2 separate regions of the Capra hircus genome follow, and region 2 is linked to region 1. Evidence: chromatin contacts called from public Hi-C data. All regions are on one chromosome and are shown on one strand. The core of a region is the stretch at or near the end of the contact, and the rest is flanking DNA. Distances in the headings are between cores, read along the strand shown. Region 1 has its middle 12 kb from the start of ZNF541. Region 2 holds the start of EHD2 (EH domain-containing protein 2).

Region 1 (6,199 bases), core at 1,761-4,260:
AAATGAGTGGGCCCACCATAAGGGAAAAAAATCCATTTCCTCTGCACTTCCCTTATGGGCCCTTCTCCATCTCAATTCATTTCCCTCACCTCTCAGGAGTAACTACTTTGTTAAATTTTGTGTTTCTCTTTCCTTTGCTTTTAAAAAGCCCAATTCACTTTATCTGTGTCCCTAAACTGTATATTGTGTATTTTGGCCTTATGTTTGGAAACTTTATAAGTAAATGGAAGCACATCTGTATTGTAGTAATTGAAACTGTCACTGCTATAAAATATTCCATTGAATCACTATTCTATACCACAAGTTATTCAGAAGAACATTTTTTCTTTTTCCCAAACTTTCAATTTTGGAGTAATTTTAGATTGAAAAGATTTTTAGATTTGCAAAATGTTGGAAAGACATACACCTCCATAGACCCCTCACCCAGATTTTTCTGTCACCTCTGACGTTACCAGAGTACATTTGTCAGAAACATGAAATCAACCCTAATCCACTACTATTAACTGAATTTCAGTTTCTGAGATTTCACTAGCTTTTCTATTAATGTCCTTTTGCTGTTCCAGAAATCATCCAATCCAACTTGATTTTTTGTTTTTTTTGTTATTACAGACATTATTGCGTATGACTATTCTTATGTCCATCTCGAATGCATATGAACAAGAGTTTGTCTACCGTCAATCCCTGCATTGCTGGGGCATGGGACACAGCACATCTTTAACATTTTTTTGGCTGTGTTGGGTCTTCGTTACTGCATGCGGGTTTTCTGTAGTTGGGGTAAGTGGGGGCTACACTCTAGCTGCAGTGCGTGGACGTCTCATTGCAGAGCACCAGCTCTCGGTAGAAGGGCTTCAGTAGTTGCAATTCATAGGCTCAGTCGCCCTGCAGCACATGGGAGTTTCCTGGACCAAGAATCACACCTGTGTCCTCTGCATTGCAAGGAGAGATTCTTAACCACTGGAGCACAAGGGAAGCCCAATGTTTTAAATTTTATTCAGCATCTCCAACTTGTTATCCAATGTGACTACCAATTTTACCCATGACCAGTACTGTGCAAGTTCCCCTTGCTATGCCTGACAGAAAAAAATGTTTAACTTTGCCGAACTGGTGGGTGTGACCTAATATCTGTGGCTTTAATTTGCATTAAAATCTTGCAATTGTTAGGTCATTTTTCCTATTTTTTTCTCTTGTATGAAATGCCTCCACATACCTTTATTTATTGGGTTGTGACATTAATTTGCAGTCTTTTAAAATAATTTCTGAATGCTCTTTTTGGTGTTGTGTGTTGCAAGGATCTTCTCTGGCCATAAATTGCTTGGTATTTGTCAAAGGACAGAAAAAATATCACTTTCATTCAGGACCTTAAGGCTTGTTCTTAAAACTCTCATCTACTCATCGACCAGGGTACTCGTTTTCTTCCATCAGGAGGAGAGATCATACTGCTGAAACTCAGTATCTTTTAATGTTTGCTAAGTAAACAAAGAAACCCTCCTAAATTAAAGGCAGATGCTTAATGCCTGTCTTTGCATAACCTACACGGTTCTACATGACCTGCCGCGAGTTTACTCTTTGCGTACATGGTTCAAACCACCGTGGTCTCTGAAGATGGATCCCACATCTTCCTACCTCAAGGCCTTTGCACTTGCTCCTCCCCCGCAGCTAGTTTGTCTGCACCATGCAGCATCCTGGATTTTGGTTCCCGACCAGTGATTGAACCTGGGCCCCCTGCCAGGGAAGATCAGAATCTTAACCGCTGGACCGCCAGGCAAGGTGTGTACTCCGGCCTGCGCCCCCCTGCCTCCCCCGCCCCGCTCCTGTCCATATTTTTATAGCTCCCTTCCTTACCGCCTTCCAGTTTCTGCTCAGTGTTACTTTGCCAGAGAGGCTTTTACTGACCTGTATAAAATAGCATCTTCTGACACACTGTAGTGTCCTTCCTTACATTAAAAAAAAAAAAAAACCACAACCCTATAACTACATTGTATTCTAAATGTCTTTGCCTGCCCCCACTAAAGATACGCCTGCTGTTCGGTACCTAAGCCACACGTTTGGCTATATGGAACCCTTGAAACGTGGCTAGTCTTAATTGAGATGTCCCGTCAATGTAAAATATACGCCAGATTTTAAAGTCACCTCCAAGGTAAATTATCTTTTAAAACTTTTTGTACTGATTACATGTTGAAATAACATTTAGGGTTAAATTGTATTATTAATTTCCCACTTTTTTCTAACTTTGAAAACTATGGCCACTAGAAAACAGAAAGTTGTGTGGCTGGCACTTAGTGCTTGTATTATATTTCTATCAGACCGTGCTTCTCAGGAACATAAGCCAGAGCAGGGCTGTTTGACTCATACACTGCAGTATATCAGAACAGAAGCTCAATAAATATTTGCTGAATGAAGGAATCCAAAGGTGGAATGTTAGTCCTTTTCCTCTCCTCTGTTCTACCAACCCCAGGGATCACATTTTTTAAAACATAAAAACTTTACTATAATTTACATGAAAGTCACCCATGTAAAGTGTACAACACAAGGATTTTTAATAAAGTCATCACGTTGTGCAGTCACCCCCTACAACCTACTTTCAAAATACTTCCATCATCCCAAGCAGATCCTCTTAGAGTTTCGAAACTTAGTCTCCATCCCCATCCCCACCCCCCGGCAACCACGAATCTGATGTCTCTCTAGGTTTTCAGCGCACAATTTCTAAGGAATTAAATCCCTAAGTCGTTGCAGGGTTCAGAATTCTTGACCGATCATCAACCACCCCAACTCCCAAGCCACTGCTGCTGCCGGTTTCCTCCTCTTTCCCGGTCCGGAAACACAGCTCAGCTCAGAGCCCGATCTACAGACGGCTCAGGACTTGGCTTTAAAAAGGCAGAGGAGATCGTGTCCCGCTTCGTGCTTCTCCAGCCCCACGTCTTCCCAACCCCTTGGCAGGAAGAGCTCGGTGGCCCCAAGGGAGCACAGGGGCTGCCAGGAGGGCCCCACGACGCTGCGAGGGGCCCTTACTCTCACACCGACGCCCCTCAAACACACACCCTCTGAGGCTGCAGCTTAGAGCGGCCCGCGGGGAGCCAGAGTTCCCCATACTGCGTTCTAACGCCGCTCTCCATGAACAATGGCCGGAGACGCCCGACTCTCCGCCTCTCTGTGTGGGTCGTGGGGCGCCGGCCCCTCCCCCCGCGGTCTCCTTCCCTGAGCGCCTTCACACTCTCCCGCCTTCAACCGCCCTCCTCCCAAAATGGCGACCAACTGCCTCCTTTCCCGCCTGCCGCAGGTCACCTGACCGCGCCTGGCCACGCCCCCGCATGGCCCCGCCCCCTTGGCGACGGCCGAATAGCCGCCGAGACTGCGCGGCCCGGCGGCACGCGCTGGGAGCCCGGGCGGCGCGAGGCGCGCGCGAGGCCGCTCTGGGCGGCGCGAGGCGGCCCGCGGCCACGTACGCGGGGCTCTCCAGGGGCGGACCCGGCTGCGCGTGCGCGCCGGGCTTGCGGGCGGCGCGGGGGCAGACAGGGGGCCGCTGGGATGCCCGAGAGGCGCGAGGCCCGGCGCGCGAGCCCCCGGGGGCGGGTAAAACCCGGTTGCTGCTGCCCCTGCCCCCTCCCCTTCCTTCCTACCCCGCCCTTTCCCGCCCCTTCCTCATTCATCAACCCCTCCCCCTTTTAAAATCTAATTCGTTTTTATGTTTCTTTTTTAGGGGGGCCCAGCTCCCTTTCGAGAGGCGCAGCAGGCGCGGCGAGCGCCCCCCACCCCGCGTCACGCACGCACCTTCTGCACCCCAACAGCTCCGGGCCCCGCTGCATCCCCGCAGCCCCTTCCCCCTTGGAGAAGACTCTCCTCAGAGGCCCCTGGCTCGCTGCACCCCCTTTTCTTTCCTACCCCGCCCCCCAGGCCCCAACTGCCCCCTCGCAGCTCCCCAGCTCGCGCCGCGGGCCCTACCCGACCTCCGCACTTTCTGCATCTCGGCCTTGCATTTGCCCTCCGCTTTTCCAGGCCCTGGTGCTAAAAATCCGCTTTCCTCCCCAAAATCCCCACTTTAGAGGACCCAGATTTGTTTCTATTTAGGATCTTCCAGCAAAACCAAGAAAGCCCGCCTAGACGCCTTGAATTCGCCCCTCCCCCTCCTCTTAGGAACTTCCTCTAGCGCAAAAAAAATTTTTTTTTTCTCCATTGAGGATCACTTTCCAGCAAAAATTCTTTCTTCCCACCATGAGTCCCCCTGTTTGGAATATCTTTCCACTGATAACAAACCAACTCAGTCCTTCCGTTTTCTCTCTTGTCTAATATTTTTCTTCCCAACTCTTCCCCAGCCATCCCAACACAAACCCCTTTTCATCACCTGTTCCACCTCAGTTAGGCTTCTCCCAGCAAAGCTCTCCAGGTTCCTTTCCAAGGGGAGGAAAATAAGGAAAGAAAGAAAAAATAACTCCTTGAACATCAAAATCCGTTGTCTTACCTAGATCTCCCCAGTTTAGTATTGCTTTCTTCTTTTTTCCAAAAATTACCAGTCGCCCCCAGTTTCACACCTGTGCCCTTGCTTCTTTGGGGACCCAGCTTCTGACAGCCCCTTCCTTTCCACAACCTGCTTTCAGGGCAGAAGAAGTTGAATAAGGGTCCTGAATTTACTATCCAGCGTTCCAGGAAGAAATAGCCAATGATCTGACTGTCACCGGAACCCCTTTCTCTGTGGGGCCTAAACTGGGCCCCCTGTTCCCTGGGGACTGATTCACTCACTCCTCCTCCTGGTGAGTTTCCTTGCTTTGCACTTGTTGGAGAATGTCTCCGTTTTCAGATGGACTCCTTTTTCTCAGAAGGGTTTCTGATCGGTCCAAGGGTCTCTGTATCACTGGTGAAACCATTACGGAAGTTGCTGCTTTAGGAGATCAGATAAGGAAAGGGATCACTTATTGTACATTTTGACTGACCTGGAGAATTGCAGACATTTATTAGATTGATGTAGGTTTCATTATTTACTGCAAAGGAATCTCTTTCTTCTTTAGCTCAGCAGTGTAGATGCCTACCAGGGATGGGCAGGTAAAGGTCCAGAGTGTGGTGAAATAAAGATTGTGTTCCCCGTCTAGTGATGCCAGCCGGTGGAAATGGCCAAGTAGAAATGTCACAACAGTGTTACCAGAAGTTTTTGTTTTTGAGAAGAAATCATAACGCTGTCTTTATGTGAAATCTTTTGATCAGTAAATGTTGAGAACTAATTTTAACAAGTTTTTAAATACAGTGTGGGTCCCTTGCGAAACGTGTTTGCTGGCCACCAGTTTGGAATTTGGGGTTTAGGTTAGATACACACATATATATCTGTTTGGGCCATGCATATGTGCTGGACTCTTTCCCTTCAGAGCAGCAGTTCTCAAAATTTTTTGTCTTCAGAGCCCTTTAGACTTAAAAATTATTGAAGACCCCACCCAGGGTGTTTTTGTGCATGTGAACTGTGGTTGGTTTGTTGCTAAATTGTGTCCAGCGTTTTGTGACCCTATGGACTGCAGCACACCGGGCTTTTGTGTCCTATACTATCTCCTGGAGTTTGCTCAAATGCATGTCCATTGAGTCATTGATGCCATCCAACCATCTCATCCTCTGCCACCCCTTTCTTTGCCTTCAATTTTTCCAGCATCACAGTCTTTTCCAATGAGTCGGCTCTTTGCGGCAGGTGGCTGAAGAATTTATATCTGCTGATATTTGCTGTATTAGGAGTTTAATAAATTTTTAAAATATGAATTCATTTAAAAATAGCAATAGTAAACCCATTACATGTTAACCTAATTGGCATTTTTATTTCAAAAAGCAACATTTAGTGAGAAAAGTGGCATTGTTTTCCAATTTTAGAGTCATCTGGTGTCTTATATCTGCTTCTGCATGCAGCCTCTTGAGATAAATCCTCTAAAGTTTCACTGAGTGTTAGAAAAGCAGATAACATGTAAATATTATTATGAAAATAGTTTTGACCTCACAGACTCCCTGAAAGACGCTTGAGGACCCCAGGGGTCCTCTCATTGTCCTCACTGTGAAAATGTTCTAGATTTTAATGATTATCTGCATTTTCTGCTAGGATCAGCTTGTGGAGTGAGAAACTTTGATGTCTCTTTTCTTCATTTACTTAATTCTGTGTGAGAATTCACTCTGGCAAGTGCAGTCATAGCCTTCTGATTCCTCAGTGTCTTTCTCTTTTCCAAAGAGTGATCAGTGG
Region 2 (6,161 bases), core at 683-3,182, 110 kb before region 1:
GTCCCCACACTCCCAGAGCCTCCAGTGTGGAGAGAACCAGGGCACGGAGCAGTCAGCAAGGCCTGGGCAAAGTTGGGTGGTGGACTTGTAGGCACCAGAGGGGGACAGGGTGAATCAATCACAGGATTAGGAAAGCTCTGGCTGGGCTGACTTTTCTTTTCACGTTTATTATTTATTTGGCTATACCAGATCTTAGTTGTGTCCTGTAGAATCTTTTCCCACACATACTCTCCAGGCCAGAATACTGGAGTGGGTAGCTGTTCCCTTCTCTAGGAGATCTTCCCATCCCAGGGATCGAACCCAGGTCTCCTGCATTGTAGGCAGATTCTTTACCAGCTGAGCCACAGGGGAAGCCCCCTGGGCTGACTTCTGAGCTGCTCCCTGAAGAGTGACAAGGGCATTTAGGCAGAGAGGATGGTGGGTTTCATGACCTGGAACTGTAAAATGGATGGACAGAGTGGCTGAACACGTGGGCACAAAGATGAGAAATGAGTCTCAATACTGCCTGGGTCCCCCCCGTCCCCAAGATCATGATGTTATCATTCACAAGAATAATAACATTTGTGATTACTGCATGCCAGAAACTGCTCTAACTCATTTAATCTTCACAACAACCTTGTAAGGTAAGGCTATTATTACCCCCACTTTTCTGATAAGGAAACTGAGGTTCAGGAAGATAGTATAACTTCCCTGAGATCACTTTGCTAGTAAGTGCTCAAGCTGGGACTCCAGATAACCTGACCTCAGAGCCAACACTCCTATCCCAGATCTAAGGAGTTAGGGAGAGAATGAATTGCCAGCCCAGCAGCAACCAGCACCCCCAGCACCTAGACTGTGTTCACTACATCCCCTTACTAGCCTTTCATTCACTGTAGGATCCGTAGTGATGTCCCCCTCCCCCTTTCATTCTCAATTATCACTCATTTGTGTCTTTGCTTGCTTTCTCCCCCTGCCCCGCCTTGATCAGTCTAAGTGGATGCTTATAATTTTACTGATCTCTGCACAGAACCGACTTTTGGTCAGATTGGGGTCTCTAAATACCATTTTCCACTAAAACAGAAACTGAGGCTTCTGGGAGAAATGGCTAATTCTGGGGCTGAGGCAGGGAAAGAACAAGTGAGTCTGGGTCAGATAGTGGGGAAGTGCTCAAACTGGGATGGGGCATGTCACAGGGACAAAGTCCTGGCTCGACAGGACTCCCACTGGCCAAAGATGGGACACTTTGAGCACCCAAACTAACTGCACGTCCAATATATTACAATCCATAAAATCATTGCCACGCTTAAAAAAAAAAAAATTTGTGTGTGTGTGGGAGGGGGAGAATTCAGGGAGGGTGTGCCAGAAAGGTGAAGGAGAGGCTGGAGCCAGACCTGGGAAGTGGGCAGAGGGAGGGGGCCCTGGGTGGTGTCCTACCCGGGGAGGGACCTGGGGGACATCTTAGCGAGGACGCTTTGGGTGGTTGGACAGGCAGCGGGGTTGGTGAGGCAGGAGAGGAGCTTTGGGGGTGGGAGGAGGAATGGAGCAGAGGTGGATGAATGCGATGGAGGGAGACTCCAAGGAAGGCCGCGGGAAGGGAGGAGGAGAGTGGGGAACACTGCTGCAGAGTGAAGGGGCCGCCGGGGGGTCGGGGCAGTGAGGGAGATAGAGAGGTTTCCGGAGGGGCTGCGGAGAACTGAGAGACCCCCTACACTGCCTGGGGTGGGAACTGAGGGTCTTCGGCGAGTAGGGGAATGATCCAGAGCCAGGGCAGGCTCGAGGGCTCCGCGGGCGGAGGCTGGGAGGCCACAGCCTCAGTTGGGGGTCACTCACCAAGGGGGCGCGCAGACTGCAGGACCTGGCAGGGAGAACTGGGCGGGGGTCCCGCGGGGATCGGAGGCGCCCGCGGAGCGGCCTGTGCTCGCGGTCCCGTCCGGAGCCGTCTGAGCCGGGTGGGGCCCAGAACGGGGAGGAGGGACCGGAGGGGCAGAGAAGGGGGGGGCGGGACGAGGCGCCCCCCCATCCCCAAACCGGGCGCCCGGCCTCTGGCGCCCTCTGGTGGGGACAGGCACAGTGCCTTTGCGAAATGGGTGCGTGCGCGGGTTCCCAGTCCTGCCTTCAAACTCCACCCCTGTCTCCCTTCCTGACATGGGAACAGCAATAATAAAACAGTAACACCACCAACAATATTAATTTTAATTATAAGTAATCATAATTTTTTCAACGGAAACGAGTGCATGAAAACTCTGTTCACAGTCCTCCATGGTTCTTCTTTCACTCAAAGCAGAAGCCAAAGCCCTCAGTGGACCGCAAGGCCCTGAAAGATCCGCAGGCTCCCTCTGCCGTCTCCTCCCTCTCTCCGCCTCGATCACTCAGCTCCAGCCGCACTGGCCTCTCCACTGTTCCTCAGACAACCCTCTTTTCAGCGCCCTTTGCACTTGCCCTTCCTCCCACCCGGCCACTTCTATCCTGGCTCCCACCCTTCCCTCCCTCCAGTCTCCACCCAAATGTCACCTCTTCCGAGAAGCCCGCCCTGATCTCCCTGTTTAATGCAGTACCCACCATCCATCCATTCTCACGGCTTTATTCTTCCCCGCAGCCTTTCTCACCATATTTTACATTTTTCTGTTTCAGGGAGGGTCTCCCTCACGAGAACATGAGTCCTGTGAGAGCAAGGATTTCAGACCGTCATCAAGAGGAATCTTCGATGTCCTCACACTGTGTTTGGAATTTCCAGTGATTGCTTACTCATCACTGATTAGACCCACTGCGAGCTAGCTTTCTAATCATGCACTGGTACACCAGACCCTATTACCATGTCACAGCTTTGTTGATTTCAAAAAATACTGATAACTGCATTTCAGTATAATTGGTTCCCTTGTGATCCTGAGGGTTACATTTTGTGCATTAAAGATAATATTCTAGGAAGGAGTCAGTGGAGTGAAAAAGCTCCACGCTGACGTATTCAGCTCCATTAAATACCCTTTGAGCCCTTAATAACCACGGTGGCTGTCGCATCTTGCTACCTGCTGACCTCCCAATCAGGGAGTCTCTGACATCTGTCCCCAGTGTCATCCAATTTCCTTGATGCCTTTGCAGCCTCTGGAGTCCCCACTGCAAAGCACAAGCTCGGATGTTCTTTTCTCTGCCCCCACCCTATCTGTCAAAACTGAAAAGAGAAACTGACATATTCTACGACATGAATGAAGATGTTCGGTTGAATGAAACAAGCCACTCACAAAAGAACAAATATTGTGATTCCACTCCCACAAGGGTAGTCTGATTCAGAGACAGAAAGTGGAACGGTGGTCGTGGGGGAGCTGGATAGAGGGGGAGGGGGGACAGGGTCATGCTTTCATGGGCACAGAGCTTCAATTCTGCAAGATGAAATGAGTTCCTGACATCCAGGCTGACTGCCAGCTCGTTGGTCCAATGGCTAAGACTCTGAGATCCCATTGCAGGCACCCCAGGTTGGATCCCTGGTCAGGAAACTATGAAGCCACATGCTGCAATTAAACAAACAGACAAACAAAAAAATCCTTCACGTTGCAACTAAGAGCCAGCACAGCCAAGTTAAAAAAGAAATGATGAGATGAGTTCTGAAGATTGATGGTTGCACAATGTAAATGTCTTAATGCTGATGTGATTACGAAGGTAAATTTTACGTTATGGGTATTTTTTCACAATTTAAAAAAAAATGGAGAAAGCAGCCAGTGAGCTTGTTCACTTGGGACACTGGTCAGTCTTGGGTTCCAGTTGTGCTCCATGTCCAGGTGATTTGGGTCCAGAGGTAGTCATTTCTGGCTTCTTTTCCCGTATGGCTCAGCTGTAGAAAGGGGCTTTCCAGGTGGCATAGTGGTAAAGAATCCACCTGCCAATACAGGAGATGCAAGGGACTCGGTTTCGATCCCTGGGTCAAGAAGATCCCCTGGAGGAGGAAAAGGCAACCCACTCCAGTGTTCTTGCCTGGGAAATCCCAAGGACAAAGGAGCTTGGCAGGTTACAGTCCATGGGGTCGCAAAGGGTTGGACACGACTGAGCGACTGAACACTCTCCAGATGCCCACTCTGCTGTACCTAGCATCTAAGAGCGAGTATGCCAAAGGCTAACTGTAGAAGCTGAGGTCAGTTTTGGTCTCATACCCCGGGGCTTGGGGAGGCTGTCTCTGCCTTTGCACAGCAGATTTACCAAGGCCTTGTATACAGGACTTCCCTGGTGGCTCAGACGGTAAAGCATCTGTCTACAATGAGGGAGACCCGGGTTCGATCCCTGGGTCGGGAAGATCCGCTGGAGAAGGAAATGGCAATCCACTCCAGTACTATTGCCTGGAAAATCCCATGGACAGAGGAGCCTGGTAGGCTACAGTCCATGGGGTCGCAAAGAGTCCGACACGACTAAGCGACTTCACTTCACTTGTTGCTGTATACACCCCTCCCCCCAGGCCGGGTGTGCACAGGGGAAGATTGCAAGCTCCTAGCCAGACCGCCTGGCTTGCAGCCCAGTCTGCTACTTACTACATCCCTTGGGGCCTCAGTTTCCTCATCTGCAAGATGGGGTTATTAATTCCCACACGGCAGCTTCTGTGAGCATCAAATAAGACATTCCGGGTGAAGAGCTGGGAGCAACGCCCAAAGTAAGTGTTCTGGAAACGTTAGCCAGCATGTCCCTCTGTCGGGCTGCGTTCAGCTAGCCTTCCGATGTTCAGTTCAGTTCAGTCGCTCAGTCGTGTCCGACTCTTTGCGACCCCATGAATTGCAGCACGCCAGGCCTCCCTGTCCATCACCATCTCCCGGAGTTCACTCAGACTCACGGCCATCGAGTCCGTGATGCCATCCAGCCATCTCATCCTCTGTCGTCGTCCCCTTCTCCTCTTGCCCTCAATCCCTCCCAGCATCAGAGTCTTTTCCAATGAGTCAACTCTTCGCATGAGGTGGCCAAAGTACTGGAGCTTCAGCTTTAGCATCATTCCTTCCAAAGAAATCCCAGGGTTGATCTCCTTCAGAATGGACTTCCAATGTTAGCCGGTGGAAATGACCGGCAAATTTCTTTCCACGGCCACATGGGGTCTTCCAGGAGCGCGCAGGAATTCAAGGATGTTGAGCACCGCTGTTCTCCTTTAGATCTTTATTACATACGCGGGGGAAGTAGGTCTAGAGCTAGGAAGGAGGGGGCGGTCTCTCTCTTGGAGATCCCATGTATCTGCTTCTCCCCTCCCATACACCCCCAGGAGCCTGCCGAGGAACGGGGTGGATCACCCTAGTCCAGCCGCCGTCACACCCACCTGACTGTGGCCGTTGCCTCCTTGCCCTGTAGCTTGCATACATGGCCGCCAGAGGGCGCCTAGGAAAACGAAGTCAGCTCACAGCCCTCTGCGCAGAACCTGCCGGTGGCTCCCGCCTCATTCTTAGAGTAAAAGCGAGGTTTTCAGCGCGGAGCTATAGGATCCTACAGGATCGGCCCCCTTTGTTCCCACTGATCTCACCTCTCGTCTGCACCCCGTTCTTCCCCAGGTTCCAGTCATAGACCCATTTGGCGGTTTTACATTCTGTCCACGCTCCTGCCTCAGGGCCTTTGCACGGGCTGTTCTCGCTGCCTTGGGTGCTCTCTTCCCGTGGTCCCCTCCCTTCTTTCATGCAGTTCTCTGTTCAGATGTCACCTCCTCAAAGAAGTCGTCCCTTCCCACTTGATCCTGAGGGCCTTCATGTGCGGTTGGGCAGGTTGTTCACTGCACAAAGCACTGGCTTGATTGAAAGGGGCTGGAATCCGGGTCATGTGCTGCTCTCCAAATCCCCAGAGGAAGGGTTTTCTAGTTCACACAAAAGGGTTCTAGGAACGAGCAGCTGCTGTGTCCTATTGAGCTGCGCCTCCCCAAGAGATATGCCAGTATCCTAACCCCGAGTGAATTACCTGTGAATTTGTGATCTTCTTTGGAAACGGGGTCTTTGCAGATGTCATCTAGTTAAGACCAGCACATACTGGAGTAGGGTAGGCTCAAATCCAATATGGCTGGTGTCCGCATAAGAGAAGACACACCCATGCAGAGGGGAAATGGCTCAGAAGGAGAGAAGGGAGGGATGTGGCTACAAGCCAGAGGAGACCCGGGAAGACGAGATTGGAAAATGGAAGGAAGGACCCTCCCCTTGTCTCTAGGGGAACTGTGGTCCTGACCACACTTTCGATTTGGA

What was found. Hi-C and Micro-C count contacts between places; a contact is called where the count stands out from the background.
Region 2: a contact with region 1 is called in a Hi-C map of blood, with 2.3 times the contacts expected there. The contact joins the promoter of EHD2 here to the enhancer-like site in region 1. A contact is called at or near these places in 3 of 5 Hi-C or Micro-C datasets (all in blood).

The regions. Positions count from the first base shown.
Region 1 is chr18:55,549,567-55,555,765 of ARS1.2, reverse strand. No RefSeq gene overlaps it. Among named protein-coding and RNA genes, the nearest start is that of ZNF541, 12 kb to the right of the region's middle. Within about 2 kb of position 3,010, at least 1 of the 5 cell types and tissues checked has an H3K27ac peak or open chromatin away from gene starts, as enhancers often do.
Region 2 is chr18:55,655,125-55,661,285 of ARS1.2, reverse strand. EHD2 (EH domain-containing protein 2) reads right to left here and starts at 1,932. Exons shown (of 6, transcript XM_018062680.1): 1 at 1,810-1,932.